Regions from separate parts of the Mus musculus genome. Here region 1 is linked to region 2. Evidence: chromatin contacts called from public Micro-C data. All regions are on one chromosome and are shown on one strand. Each heading gives the region's core, a stretch centred on a gene start, on an enhancer-like site or on the middle of the called end of the contact. The rest is flanking DNA. Distances are from core to core; before and after follow the strand shown.

Evidence for each region. Hi-C and Micro-C count contacts between places; a contact is called where the count stands out from the background.
Region 1: a contact with region 2 is called in a Micro-C map of the G1E-ER4 cell line. The contact joins two enhancer-like sites. A contact is called at or near these places in 3 of 39 promoter capture datasets (the C10 cell line, embryonic stem cells and hematopoietic stem and progenitor cells), 1 of 15 datasets of contacts at CTCF or cohesin (pro-B cells), 52 of 484 Hi-C or Micro-C datasets (the AML12 cell line, the C3H10T1/2 cell line, CD4 T cells and 38 more), 17 of 115 datasets of contacts at active chromatin or transcription factors (the 230-238 cell line, the HPC-7 cell line, T-cell acute lymphoblastic leukemia and 10 more) and 4 of 9 other capture datasets (adipose tissue, liver, macrophages and 1 more).

The regions. Positions count from the first base shown.
Region 1 is chr6:90,711,831-90,714,530 of GRCm38.p6, forward strand. All of the region lies in intron 1 of Iqsec1 (IQ motif and Sec7 domain 1), which reads right to left. Among named protein-coding and RNA genes, the nearest start is that of Iqsec1, 97 kb to the right of the region's middle. Within about 2 kb of position 1,416, at least 93 of the 459 cell types and tissues checked have an H3K27ac peak or open chromatin away from gene starts, as enhancers often do. A contact at or near this core is called in the G1E-ER4 cell line, the HPC-7 cell line, adipose tissue and 4 more, where this site is marked.
Region 2 is chr6:90,621,946-90,624,723 of GRCm38.p6, forward strand. The region is part of intron 2 of Slc41a3 (solute carrier family 41, member 3); the gene reads left to right. Among named protein-coding and RNA genes, the nearest start is that of Slc41a3, 18 kb to the left of the region's middle. Within about 2 kb of position 1,311, at least 53 of the 459 cell types and tissues checked have an H3K27ac peak or open chromatin away from gene starts, as enhancers often do. A contact at or near this core is called in the G1E-ER4 cell line, the HPC-7 cell line, adipose tissue and 4 more, where this site is marked.

The DNA.
Region 1 (2,700 bases), core at 166-2,665, 90 kb after region 2:
TAAAGTTTTGTTTTTGTTTTTTAAAGAACAAAGTGCTACCCACATACCCCTAGTAGACTCCAGAGAAGTGATTCTTGTGGTCTGTGGGGGGAAAGAGACTCCAGGAGAGCCCGACACACTGTCACTGACCAGAGTACAGGCTGGGGCACTTGGGAAGATTTTGGAAATCTAGAAACCAGGCGATACCAGATCTATTTACACTAGTGCCATTTTGCCAGACATGAGTTACCCCAGAGGAAATAGATTCTGGCTGTGGAGCACACAGGCCCTGAAGCCAGGCAGTCAGGGTGCAAATCCCAGCTCAGCCCTCCCTGGCTGGCGATTCTGTATGGCTTCCTCCTTATATCTGAAATAAGGGATAGAAGCCTGTACTCCTAATTGAAAACAACACACACACACACACACACACACACACACACCACCATCACCACCACTGCTGCTATGCACAGCTATGTGGCTATTACTGGGCTGACCTTTGAACAGAAAGGAAAAGGAAATCCAGTGAGGCTTTGTCCGCAGAGGCCCATGAAAGCTCTACAGAGTGCCTTCAGTTCAAACTGAGCTGTCACTGTGTCGAGAGACCTTGCACCAAGATTATAAAATGTGAAGGAAGCCACTTCCATGATGAGCAGAGAAGCTGTGGCCACGTTCAAATGGCACAGACAAACTCTAAGCAAGTGGCCTCAGAGAGTGTTCCCATGCAGGGTCCCCAAACCAGCCTTCAACTTAGAAGAAGAGAAGATGGTAGGGACCATTTTAATCCAGCAGTCTTGCTGTGGAAGGGAAAAGCTGGACAGTGACTGTCGAAACCACTCACTGGGCTTCTGTGGGCGGAGCGGCTCACCCCACCCCACCCCCACTCACAGTTGTAGTCTCATTTCATGGGTGGGACAATCAAGGCTCAGGGAGGGGAGGCAACATACCCAATACTGCTCAACCAAAAGGGCTAAAGTGACATACTGAGTAACCATGGTTCCTCAGTTAATGTCATGGGAATGAAAGAACACAAACAGGCAAGCCTGTGGCTAAGTCCATCTTGGGTCAACCTCTTCCAGGTTGGGAGAGCATGCCATCCCTGTTCACACCTGTATTCCTGGATGCAGTGGTCAATCTGATAACAGGGCCAGGTGCTGTGGATCACTCAATAAAGGTACCGCTATCAAAGCCAGAGTTGGGACTGGCCCAGCTGGCACCATGCCATATTTTCCCCATAATTGCCATCAATTTTCTCTCTGCAGCAGCTCCCGCAGTGGATCAGCCAGATCCTCTAAGGCCACAGCAATTAATTCTTGAAGAGCCTTAATGGCCTTTAAAGTCATTAGGATCTGCTTTTGAGGACTCAGGGTAAATCTCACTCAACAGCCTTGAGCCTCCTTTCCCCAGACAAACACACCTCTCCCAGGCCTCCAGCCATGGCATAGTCCCAGCCCACTAGAGCTTGGTGGTTGCCTTGCCTCTGTGCTTACTGGGCGGATATTTCACACGTCATCATCATTCAAAGGAAATTTACAAAAGAGGAAGGAAGAAAACACAGCGGGTCACTGGCAGCTGGGAAGTGCACAGTGCTGACTTGGACAAACTGGACAGCAGACTGGAGGCTCCAGGGCTGGCCAGCCATGGAAGGCCACCCATACCCACAAAGCCCCTGCCAGGCACTACTGTCATACCCTATCATTAAAGGGGAAACTGAGGCCCAGAGGGTTGAAGTAACTTGAATTAACTCAAAAGTGAGCTGTGATTTGAAAGAATTTGTCTCCTGGAGCCATCTTCCTGATGTTCTGAGCTGCTCTGAATTCCTGATACTCTAGCAATCCATGATTCCACATCTGCAGAATATAGTCAGGTAAATGTGGCTTTATACATGTGCATGTATACATACACACACACACACACACACACACACAACCCGAGGGCCTGTCCAATCCCCTCCACAAACACCCATCTGCCCAGTCATCAGGCTATTCAACCATGCAGCTGTCAGTCTTGTCTGTGTTTTAAGCCAAAGCTGTGTAAATATTAGCACAACTAGTTCATAGTCCGACTTCCTTGAACAAAAACCTGAAGTCCTGGCAGGGGCCTCCAGAGGCCTAGCCTCCATCCCAACATCTGGGCCTGAGCTTCTTAGGCTGCTGTGGTCCAGCTATGGCCACTGGGATCTCTGTTTTTGCTCGTGTTCTTTTAGAAAAGAAAAGGTAAACAATTCTGTGTTGGTTGTTGCTGTGATGTGGAAAAACACTGAAGCATCAGGTAGCCCATGCTATTCAAGGTGCCTTTGCATGTAGAGTAGTGGCTCTGTGGTGACAGAGACTGGGTTAAGTCTCTGGAGCATGCTGACTCCTATCTGAGTTTAGGGAGCAAGTGAAAGGACTTTAGGCAAGATTCAATAAAGTCCCAAGAAGGCTGTATTCAAAGGAGCACATAGCTCAGCCTCTGCAGCATCCTCTAGTCTCTCCAGCCCTTTTCAGGCTTCCTTAGAAACCACATTGTGTGTGTGTGTGTGTGTGTGTGTGTGTGTGTGTGTGTGTGTGTGTGTGTGTGTGTGTGTGTGGCTAGGGGGATGGGAAGGTGGGAGGGGTGGTGGTGGTGGTGTGTGTGTGTGTGTGTGTGTGTGTGTGTGTGTGTGTGTGTGTGTGTGTGTGGCTAGGGGGATGGGAAGGTGGGAGGGGTGGTGGTGGTGGTGCCCATTTGCTCTGTGGTGAT
Region 2 (2,778 bases), core at 61-2,560:
TGAGCTCAGAGCATCAGTCAGACCAAAGTGACATCAAGGACACACAAAAGAAACCTGGAGAAAGAGCCATTCTGGATCTGGGTGGTCAGGACATCAGCAGGGGTCAGGCCTCCTTTGTCATCTGCCTCAGTCTGCCAGGGCTGCTGTAGAGCACCTGAAGCCAGACAGTGTATCCCACAGAAGTTGACATTATCTCTAGGGGTTAGAAGTCTGAGATGCCAGGTGTTGGCAGTGTCGACATCCTAAGCCAGTAATGCCATTTCCCCCCTCCCCCCTGCTCCCCACATGGTCACCTCTCTTTGCATATCTGTGCTTGTGAGATACCCTACCAGTCTTGTAGGATTGGGAATCAGGGATCATCCTCCTATGACTCCCTTAGCTCAGCCCCTCTTTGAGGACCGTGTCTCTAAACACTGTGTCTTTACAGCTGCAGTCCCGTCAATTTGGGGGGACACACTTTAGCTAGTCTCTGTTGACCTTGTCTCAGTTCATCTTCTTCTCACCTGACACGCTCGGTCAATGGCTTAACTCTCATGGCCAGGGCTGTGGATGCAGTCCCAGGATAGAGCACTACCCTAGCTCAGGCAAGGCACCGGGGTCCATCCCCAGCACCGTCAGTCAGTTTCATGGCCAGAACTGGCTCAGCCCTAACCCAAGGTGGCATCAGCAGCAAGGGTCTGGGACCATGGAGTCAAGTCTCCCTTCCTCCCTCCTGAGGCATGCAACTGTGGGGAAGGTGGGCTGGGTGCTGGAAGTAACTCAAGCCTTGAAAGAGAGATGTGTAAATAGAAGGGAGAATTGGAAGTGTGACTGGGTCAGGAGAAGAAAGGGGTTGGGGACCATGGCGGAGTCATTAGGGAGACCAGCAGGGAGCTAGAGCAGGGGGCTAGGACAGAGAACAAGTTCAGAGGCTGGCCACCTCAAGCTGTTCTCCAGGGGCGAGGGCAGCAGAGAGTGATCCAAGAGCCCATTCACACACAGCAGGTCCTGAGGAAGAGAATGCTGTTGCCATGGCCAGCACAGCACTGAGCTGTGACTGGAGGAGGAGAACGGAAACTTGGTCAGGAGTTCCTGGCGCTGAGAGAGAGGAGAGTTGAAGGAAGAGACACAGAGTTTGTTCTGATGTGGGGCTATTAGATGTGTGGCCTTGTGTGTGGCCGGGAGAATGTGCACCAGGCTGTGGGGGAGGCAGAGGGTGGTGGGTGAGGGCTGGGGCAGAGGACATGCTAGGAAAGGACAGGGTGTGCCAGACAGCCCTGGTCAGGAGTAGGAGAGTGTGTGTGATGGTGGTGTGGGTGGTGTGTGCCCGAGGGGTGCGCGGGGCTGATAGGCAGCTACACACAGACCTGAGGCCCCTGCTGCAGAGAATGGGGCGGCAGTAGCTGGATTGATAAGGAAGGGCCCCTGCAGGTGGGCCTCTGCTTCCAACCGAGTTCTTCATCTGAGAGCAGGAAATCGCATGCATTTCTTAAAGGGCTAATGTCTATATTATGAAAGATCCAAGCAAAGGGATAAATGTGGGCAAACGCAAAGAGATCATTTTAGAGAGGGAATCAACATTATGAACAGGGTAAAATGTTCAGACTCGGTGCTAAAAAAGCAATGCACGTTAAGACTACATTTTGTTCCTACCCAGTGGGTAAATATATAAGATAAGACTTTTATAGAGCCTCTGACTAGTCCTTCTCTGTCATGCCTCCAAGGCACTGCTGCCTGGGGGTGACTCCTGCTTTCCCCAGAGGTGACATGTGTTTGTGTCTCTAGCTACTCTTTCCTGGGGAGATTGGGGACCGAGCCCAGGACCCCCTTCAGAAAAGAAGGAATTTGTCTTTAGGCCTAGAACCTAGAATCCCACAACCTTAAGGTCTTAATCCGTAGCCAGGCAGTGGTGGCACACGCCTTTAATCCTAGCACTTGGGAGGCAGAGGCAGGCGGATTTCTGAGTTCAAGGCCAGCCTGGTCTACAGAATGAGTTCCAGGACAGCCAGGGCTACACAGAGAAACCCTATCTCAAAAAACCAAAAGGGAAAAAAAAAAAGAAGATCTTAATCCGTTGAGGCCCTACTTAAATCAGATCTGGGGGTGTTTATCAGGCAGTGGGGGGAGGAAGTGGGGAGGGTCCATCACACGAACACCTCCTCTCTTTCCCATATTTCTCAACACATCCTAGCTACTCTGCCTTTTCCGGTGTTATTGTTTGTGTGTTAGATGCGGGGTCTCCATCAAATGGACTTTCCTGTTCTGGAAAGCCCAGGGTCCAGCAGGGTTCCGGGTGGAGCCTGGGATACCCTTGTCAAAGTGCCCCTACCAGTTAGTTTAGCAGAGTTTCTCCAGGCCTCCCAAATTAGGAGAAATAACTGAATTGGTGACTTGATCCAATGTCTACAAAGCTGTTGCTGCACACTGGCACATTTTCAGGCGGCGCTGGGCCAGACTACTGGCCTCCAGTCTAGCCCTGCCTTTTTCCTGGCCTCTGAGGATAGGAGGCAGGAGGGGGCCCACTGGAGGCCTCAGCTGCTGATTCGGTTAATGATATTTAAAGTGTCCTGTTTACTTAAAACACTTTAAGTTTTTCACTTTAAACGATTTAGGCCAGTTATGGGCAGCACACGCCTTTAATCCCAGCACTCAGGAGGCAGAGGACAGGCAGATCTCTATGAGTTCAAAGCCAGCCTGGTCTACAGAGTGAGTTCCAGGGTACCCTGAGCAATGCATGGAGACCCTGTCTCAAAATAAATAAGGCATTTAGGACACTGCTCGGTCTTCCAGGCTGATTCA